3 separate regions of the Zea mays genome follow, and regions 2 and 3 are each linked to region 1. The links are chromatin contacts, called in public Hi-C maps. All regions are on one chromosome and are shown on one strand. The core of a region is the stretch at or near the end of the contact, and the rest is flanking DNA. Distances in the headings are between cores, read along the strand shown. Region 1 has its middle 42 kb from the start of LOC100278747. Region 2 has its middle 17 kb from the start of LOC100285601. Region 3 holds the start of LOC100285601.

The links. A called contact is a pair of places that touch in the nucleus more often than the background predicts.
Region 2: a contact with region 1 is called in a Hi-C map of ear, with 3 times the contacts expected there. The contact joins two enhancer-like sites. A contact is called at or near these places in 2 of 25 Hi-C or Micro-C datasets (ear and tassel).
Region 3: a Hi-C map of endosperm shows a contact between it and region 1, with 2.2 times the contacts expected there. The contact joins the promoter of LOC100285601 here to the enhancer-like site in region 1. A contact is called at or near these places in 2 of 25 Hi-C or Micro-C datasets (endosperm and tassel).

What each region holds. Positions count from the first base shown.
Region 1 is chr8:124,588,259-124,590,958 of Zm-B73-REFERENCE-NAM-5.0, reverse strand. No RefSeq gene overlaps it. Among protein-coding and RNA genes, the nearest start is that of LOC100278747, 42 kb to the right of the region's middle. Within about 2 kb of position 1,293, at least 17 of the 20 cell types and tissues checked have an H3K27ac peak or open chromatin away from gene starts, as enhancers often do. A contact at or near this core is called in ear, endosperm and tassel, where this site is marked.
Region 2 is chr8:124,747,974-124,750,945 of Zm-B73-REFERENCE-NAM-5.0, reverse strand. No RefSeq gene overlaps it. Among protein-coding and RNA genes, the nearest start is that of LOC100285601, 17 kb to the left of the region's middle. Within about 2 kb of position 1,520, at least 20 of the 20 cell types and tissues checked have an H3K27ac peak or open chromatin away from gene starts, as enhancers often do. A contact at or near this core is called in ear and tassel, where this site is marked.
Region 3 is chr8:124,765,068-124,767,830 of Zm-B73-REFERENCE-NAM-5.0, reverse strand. LOC100285601 reads left to right here and starts at 1,303. Exons shown (of 4, transcript NM_001366732.1): 1 at 1,303-1,315; 2 at 1,408-1,501; 3 at 1,614-1,876; 4 at 1,990-2,317. The coding sequence starts at 1,451. The coding sequence ends at 2,224.

The DNA.
Region 1 (2,700 bases), core at 44-2,543:
AGCAAACCATACGAGGCAAGAAATGACATGAGATACATCTCCGATATTTAGTTGCTTATCGGTAATCTACGTCCTCGTTTGTGGCAAGTCTAGGCTAGATGATTCACACGCTAATTAGTATCACACGCCAATCTCACAAATAGTGCTCCATAAGAACCACACTGAAGAGGCGCTCCAGTTAGCCACTTTTTCACTAAAGTTGCTCTTCGCAAGTCTTCCATCGGGAATGAGCACATGATCCCCTTACAAATGATGATCAAAGCCTACAATAATATCCAATGACCACTCAATGATCCCACAAACTCTGAGCCATCCTAGGTGATGACAATCACCAATAGTAATAAGAGCATGACTAGCCCAAGTCACTCCACTATTGTCACGATATGCAACATGTTTGGTTTGAGGAATAAGATAGTCCACCATATTCTCACCCCTCACTTTCTTGTTTGGTTTGTGAAATGGAATGAGTTGATTCGTTACTATTTAATTCTCCGTAGCTAATAATTAGTAATAATTTGAGGAAAGAGTTCATTACACCAAATTTGTGAAGTGGACTCATAATGCATTACCTTATCGCATTGGTTCTTCAAACCAAATACTTGTAGAGAGGAGTTAGAGGACTATCTAGCTCGCTGGAGATGGCAACGTTGCACGATGCAACTGCCGGCGGCATTTCTGATCTACCCCGTGCCGCCGCCACCGCTATTTTGCAGGCAGCGCAAGGAGAGCGAGAAAAGGTCTACTTTGGATCAAAGGATAATTTTCTGGATCCTACGTTTTCCCTATATTTTTGTACTACCGATTCCTGTGAAATTACTATACCGTTTCTATAAATTTCCTACGTTCGTTCTAAAGTAGTCCTAATACGGTCCGGGCGTCATTGCGTCATGACGCCTCACCTACTACTAGCTAGCAGCTAGCCTTTCCCACGGCCGGCCACTGAGCCGGTGCGCGCGGCAGTTGCAGTCTGTCTGTTGGATTGCATACTTTGCGTTGCATTGCATGGATGGCCATACCGGCGACGCCCGTTGCGCTCGTGTTTCTGGAATATGAATACCACGGAGCCAGAGCATGACTCCAGGCCAGCATCTGCTGCGCCGTACGTCCCGCACGAATCGCATCCAAGTGGTCGAGTCAAAAAAGCGGCCGCGCGAGAGCACGCAACGCAACTAGTACGTGTGCATGCATCCCGCTCCCGGCAACGCTTGCTTGGCTGGTTGGCGCTGCCGATGTGCGCCACGATTTCCAGATCACGCCCCGCGCGCTTTCCGGCTGACACGACGCGAGGCAGCTCGATCGCCTAGCTAGTGCGCGGGCGCATGCATGGTGGCTGGCCCTATACGGCACGGCTACTACGCCTGCTAGCTCGATCGTCGCGTCGCGTCGCGTCATACAAAAAAATCGGCACGAAATAATACGAATCATCTGTCCTGCTGCTGCCATGTCTCGAGCTACTCCGATTGCATGCATTTTCGTTGAAAGCGACACCGTGCCAGTGCCAGCCCAAGATCAAGGTTCTCTATTCTGTGCCGCAGACTTGTTTTCCACCCCTACCAGCGATCTTGCGTACGAAGCGAACAAACTGTACTCTTGCGTACAAAACGAACACACTTGGGACCGTCCGCGCGCGCGGCTGCCAATAATGGCATGGCCACGGCATGCATGCAAGCACGCGGCACCGCGCGGGCCACGGCCGGCGGAAAGTACGTGTAGACGACGACAGAGAGGGGGGCCTCAGCCCTCAGCCAGCGCGGGGGGCGACGACCGATCACGTCCTGAGTCCCCACCCGGTGACATGTCGGGACATTCCTTTTGGCTGCCCCTCCCCTGCGCCGCGGCCGGCACATGGCTGCCACCCGCCCGGCCGGTGTGCCCCAGCTTACTCACTCCCCAGTCCCAACTCCCAAGCCTCGCTCCTCTCCTCCGTGCGCGTGGCTGGGGGCTCCAGCGAGTATGATGAACTGACCGTGCCCATCGTCCGTGCGTGCGGTCGCTGTCCGTGGCCCGCCTTTGCAAAAGGCGGAGCCGGCAGGGCATCTGCGGCCGTGGCCTCTCAACGTGCGCGCCCGCCCGCGTACGCCCTCGTCTGTCTTCCTAAAGCCTCACGAGCCCTATCCGCTCCCACGTCAATCAACCAACCCGTCTCGTCCATGCGTTCATTGCAGCTCTGTGTGCCGCTGCATGCTTCGCTGTTCGATCGAGGGCGTGGTGGCCACGGCGGCGGCGGCGTCAGTCATCACACAGCACTCCAGCGGATAGGAGCAGCAGCCGCTTAGACATGGACCTGCTCTCCATATCTCCTAGATATGAAGGAGTAGGTGCACGCAGGGGGTATCAGTATCAATGTCCCTGGCCGCTCGCGTTATATGCTCGTGCCCCGCTCTTCTTTCGTCGATCGTCTACTACTGACAGGACTGGCTCATCAGAACCTTTCCAACACGCAGTAGGACTGAAAGAAAAATGTGGCAATAAAAGAAAACGCGGAACATAGTATACTCACGAAACTGACCTAGAGATCGGTCAACCGACATTAATTTTAGGTGATGTTTGCTTCACAAGTTAATTTATAACGTACTGGATAACTGATAACATTAAACTATGTTTATTTAAGTCTAACCGTAATCAAGTACCACCCTAAGAATTGATATCATACCAGCCTATTCAAACTTATTACCGCGAGTGTGAATTGCTATTTACGTT
Region 2 (2,972 bases), core at 271-2,770, 160 kb before region 1:
TATAGATTCACTCCATCACGGAAACATATATGGTAGGATTAGTACCGATCAGGTCATTCTCAACTGGGATCGCTAAACAATGAGCAACTGAATTGTTGGAAATTAAGCATGGTGCCAAATGAAGCAAAAATCTTTTTTTGTCCCATTGCTACTCCTGAACTACAGAGAATTTCACGGGAGACAACGACTTCTAATTTGATACTAACCGGAATCTGGAAGCTTGGAAGGCACTCAAGTGTGAGATCAGTAATAATTCTCTTGGGCGCGTGTAAACAGCAGGGCCAGTTCAGTTCAATCGCTCCGTGAATCCACAACCACCACTGAGACTAAGCGGTACGATCCAAGCCACCGCGGCATCGGCTAATCCTCTAGGCTTGAGACTGCTGAACTGATGACGACACTGAGGTGGCTACGGAGGCTTACTTGAGGCTGCATCTTGGAGGACTTGCCCGAGGAAGGCGTCGGTGAGGGATTTGAGGGGGTTGGACCACGAGGCGTCGTCCGAGGCTTAGTTGTTCTGGTCCATGACGAGGTGCTGCAGCGCCATCTCCGCCGTCAGACGAGCGCGCGTTCTCCGAGGACGAGAGCCGAGGGGTGACGAGGAGCTTAAGCCGCGTGTGGAAGTCTCCAGAGGTGACGAGAACGAGGAGGGCACGGGAAATCAAGCGAGGGAAAATGAACCAACGACGATCCAACGACTATGAAGTTTTGAGCTGACGTGGATACACTCATATGTGTCGTTTCTGTCCTGCATTAAAGATAAGGAAAGGAAATGTTCGAAAGGACCTCTCTGTTCACCGCCGGAAGGGCAGGCAGGATGATTGGCCTCATCCGAAATGATGAATGGGGTGGTGAACGAAACAATCTACCGTCACCTCAGGTCAGTTCAGCCGGACTGTTCGGCATTGACGAACTGGGTCGAATGTTTTGGGCCCAACTTGACGTGCGACGTCTCGAGGCCCGGCCGACGACTTTGGCCGCGGCCTACAGGCCGTAGCCCGACAAACTAGCCCGCTGTGCGTGCCTCCATCCGGAGTCCGGACGCACAGCACAGCGTCGCGCCCTGTCACACTGAAATTTATTACACGAGACGGAAACAACAGTAGCAGTAGCGCCTGCTGTCTGCCGGCCTGAAGAAAACGCCGGTGCAGTGCAGTGCAGTGCAGTCGCTGGGCTGCAGGCCGGCCATCCCCATCATCGATCAGACCGCGCGCGTGCAAAACGGCGGCAGCCGCGTGCCGCCCGGGCTACTAGTAGAGGGCTGTGGCGACCCAGCGACGGCCGGGAATCCCCAGGCGAGATCGGAATGTCCCCCGGCGCGTGCGCGTCGCCGTCGCCGTCGCACGGGGCGCGCTATAGCTAGCTCCCCTCTCGTTTCCTCGGGCTACGCGGCGACACCGCTTGCCGGCAAGCATCTATCCGTGCGTCGCGACGCGACTCGCGACAGCAAGTCCTACCACCACCTCTGCTCTGCTCTGTGCACTACAGCGACGCGCCAAGCACATGCAGATGTAGGGCTGTGTAGGCGACCACTGCTGGTGCACGTACGTACGGTGGAGCTAGCTAGCTAGCAGCACGCGCGCGTGCACTGTCGTCGTTGGATGCGGCGGAGGAACGTGTCGACTGAACTGTGCCTGTGCGTACGTATATGCACCTGTAGCGAGGAGGGTGGTCCGATCGATGCATGCAGCTGCAGCTGCTGATGGACACGGCGGACCGGAGATTGGAACTTTGGAAGGGTGAACCGCGGACATGCATGGGCAGGGCTTTGCTGGACGTTGGTTCGCGACAAACGGGAACGACGACGACATGCGTGCGTGCATCACCTAACGACGACACTGCGCTCTTCTCCCTACCGCCCGTGCATGGTTGCTGGGATGATGAGCAGGCCTAGACCCCACATGTTCCCCCTCCTGCACGTGCGTGCACGGCTACCTCTGCTGTGACCCACCACCCCTGCAGGTGTGCATGCATGATTAAGGAATATATATCTGCACGTATATATCTGGAGTCAGAAATAAGGCGATCGTGAAATACCACTCAATCCCCCTCTAAACGCATCCAACCCTCTCCAATCCATATATTAAAACGAACGGGCACTTCAAAAGGGGTCGTAGGATCGTGCGTGACCTTGTATGTGTTGATATTGTCGGAGTTTCGGCTTGTTCGCTATGGTTTGCTGTGGCTTTAATCCGACTTCGGATGCGACTTCTATAATATTTTGTCTATATGGATTACAGCTGCATTAATTGCGGTTGCAGGGCAGCCGAACAATGACCGACTTGTAACTTGTACGCATGCTATCTATATAGGGCAAGAACCACGACTGTGAGCTACAACGGTGTCGCGGTAAGGCAGGCACAACTGTAGCACGGGCGAGCGTGCAGTGACCAGTGGCGAGCCTGAGCTGAGCCCCCTACGGTATACGTGTACAAACGAGTCGTCCGAGCCAATTTGGTCCCGGCCCGCCAGACACGGTTGGAAAACTGGGCCAGACCTTCCAAGCCCGTGGGTCCATTTTCTTGCATGGGCGGGGCACGGTACGGTCCTAAACGAGTCAAGCCGAGCACGAAAAAAGTGGGCTAAATGGGCCAAAAAGTGGGCTAAACGGACCAAAAGGCAGGCTATGTGACCCTAGCATTAAACGGGTCAGGCCAACACGTCGGGCTCATTTTTCTGTCCGGACATGGTCCGCTTATTCGTAACTGATGTGCCTGAGCCCGTATAAAGCGGGCATGGTCAGGCTCTTACCAGGCCACAAAAATGGGCTTCGAGTCGGCCTTTCGGGCTTTGTGCTTCCTATACATGTATACCCGACGATGGCAGGCGCAGCCAGTCACCCTAGGTAGCTCAACGAGGAGGTGGCGGGTCGATCCAGCGAGGGCGGCATCCCACGGTGACCAGATCCCCTGACGGCTCGACAAGGAGGTGGCGGACCGATCCGGACCAGACCCCCCAGCGGCTCGACGAGA
Region 3 (2,763 bases), core at 54-2,553, 180 kb before region 1:
TCAGCCTAATAGGCGGGGGCTCTATGCCGATTGATTAGGTTGCTGCTATCATTATTATCAAGGACGGCTGCTTTGAAAACCATTTCATTTGGTCATGTATGACATCTTCACCAACTCCTTGCTCCCACCAGCTGCTGAGAGCATAAGGGCATTTGATTTAGCGATGCGATTTTAGTTTTTTTTTGTTTCCCTCCTGCTGCTAGTACGTAGTACAACGGAACATCCCCCCTTTTTTATATTTATATACATATAAAAGGACGACTCAACATTTAAAATATGGAACCTACATTTGTATTAGGCAGAGTGAACCACATGTCCAAGTAACTGAACTCGAGGTTAATCTATCACTTATCAGGGATCTTTATCATATTTACTTTCTATCTTTTGTTTGAGATGGAAATCCAAGCATGGACGTGAAACCTACTCCTACTACAATGGAAAATGATACCGATTTCTCTTTTGCTCAAAAAGATAAAAATAATGCATCACTTTCTCTTTTGTTCAAAAAGATTTAAAAAAATGCATCAGTCGTAATAATATACTCTTTCCTGTTTTTTTGTGTGACCGAGTCTCCGTCTGTACACGCAAACTTCTAGAATGCACCACCTCAACGACACATTACTTTTTTCTCTTGTGGGCAATTATGCAATCCACAGATGCCCTTTTTCTGTTGATAGGTATTTTCCACTACAACAGTGCAGTTCCACTCTGTCTGCTGATGGGCATGCATGCTTGGTTTGCTACCTCTTGACTCTCGTTGCTGTTGCTTCCAACTTTCGCATCACACTCATGGACCCTTTACTTGATGGACAGTTTTGCTTCTCTTGAGTATTTGTTTCGTAGAAAACTAGCATCCAAACAACATGGCATGCGGGTCCATTCGTCTTCTGAGTACGATTCACCATGGAACAGGCAGCATTTCAGTTTTGAGGAACACACACACCTCACATGATGTCGCTTTTGAGCAGCAAAAAATTAGCATCATATTGTTATTGGTAACCCACGGTGTAGGTTTCAATCCACAACGCATCTCGATCTTTGGCTGTAGTCACATCTATATGACAGGTTAAAAGGATAGACAACCACTCTAATGCCGTTTGGTATAAGTAAATAATATTACACCCATGCCTTAGTTTTGCTGCCTGCCTGAATGAGATTGTCCAACTACCCAAAAAGCAAGAGCATCTAGAAACCCTTGATTAGAAGATGTCGAACACCTGTTTCTTTCCAGTACATCTTTACGCCGAAATCTATTTGACACTTACTATTCATAATGTTCCTTGATTGATGAATGAGAATTGTGTATTTACTGAAAGTGAGAAACTGACCTGTGTACTGTACTACTAGATTGTTTTGGTTCTCTTCTCGATCGGGCATCAGTAAAAAGCGCTCCCATTTTCTCAACAGGTTTTACTCCACCTACGGGCACGTTGCCAAGCTTGCTGAGGAGATGAAGAAAGGCGCCGCTTCAGTTGAAGGCGTGGAGGTCAAAGTATGGCAGGTCAGTGTCTGTCAGCAACGGTGCAATCTTCGAGTTAGCTAGAACCAATGTGTTGTGTGAGTCTGGAATGGTCACCGCCAAATTCCCATCGGTTTCACTTTCACACGCGAAGGTCCCGGAGATTCTGTCCGAGGAGGTGCTCGGCAAGATGGGCGCGCCACCCAAGACCGACGCGCCGGTCATCACCCCGCAGGAGCTGGCGGAGGCCGACGGCGTCCTCTTCGGGTTCCCCACGCGGTTCGGCATGATGGCGGCGCAGATGAAGGCCTTCTTCGACGCGACCGGCGGGCTGTGGCGCGAGCAGAGCCTGGCCGGCAAGCCCGCCGGCCTCTTCTTCAGCACCGGCTCCCAGGGTGGCGGCCAGGAGACCACGCCGTGAGCAGCCGTCTCCTCTCCTTTTTTCACAACATGTTTCCTTCCCCTTGCAGCACCAACCGATCGAATCGCAGAAGCAGTGGGTAACGTTTCCCCCTTGGCGTGGCGGCCAGGCTGACGGCGGTGACGCAGCTGACGCACCACGGGATGGTGTTCGTGCCTGTGGGGTACACGTTCGGCGCCAAGATATTCGACATGGAGAGCGTGCACGGCGGCAGCCCGTACGGCGCGGGCACGTTCGCCGGGGACGGGTCGCGGTGGCCGACGGAACTGGAGCTGGAGCACGCCTTCCACCAGGGCAAGTACTTCGCCGGCATCGCCAAGAGGCTCAAGGGCGGCTCCGCCTGATATCGCTCGCACCCTCCTATACGTATACATAATTATTATAGGGAACATATCTGGTGCATATATAAATTTAGTGTACATGGTGCATATATTAAATCAGCATTACTCATTTTAGATATAATGTCTCTAGTTGTTGGTATATTTTGCTAAGAACACCCTCCGACGTGGTGAAGTATAGCGGTGGAAAATATTATTTATAAATTGCAATGATCAACTAGAGACGTTAAATCTAAAATAAATAGTGATGATTTAATATGTGCACCATATATACTAAGCTTCCATGTACACCAGATATGTCCTCGTTATTACATGTACACGAGGTATGATATGCATTCCATGTTTTCGTGGTGGTTTCGATTGTATTGTTGTGTGAAATTTGGTAATCGGACCCATATTAATTAATAATTATGGCGTCATTCATGTGACCGGTGCTCCTATGTTCCTCTTGCTTGGTATCGAATGGAACAAGTGTCTTCATTGTTTCGGCCCACATAGCAGGGCGTTCGGAAGTAACCTATAGTCCATCGCCGGCTCGGTCAAGT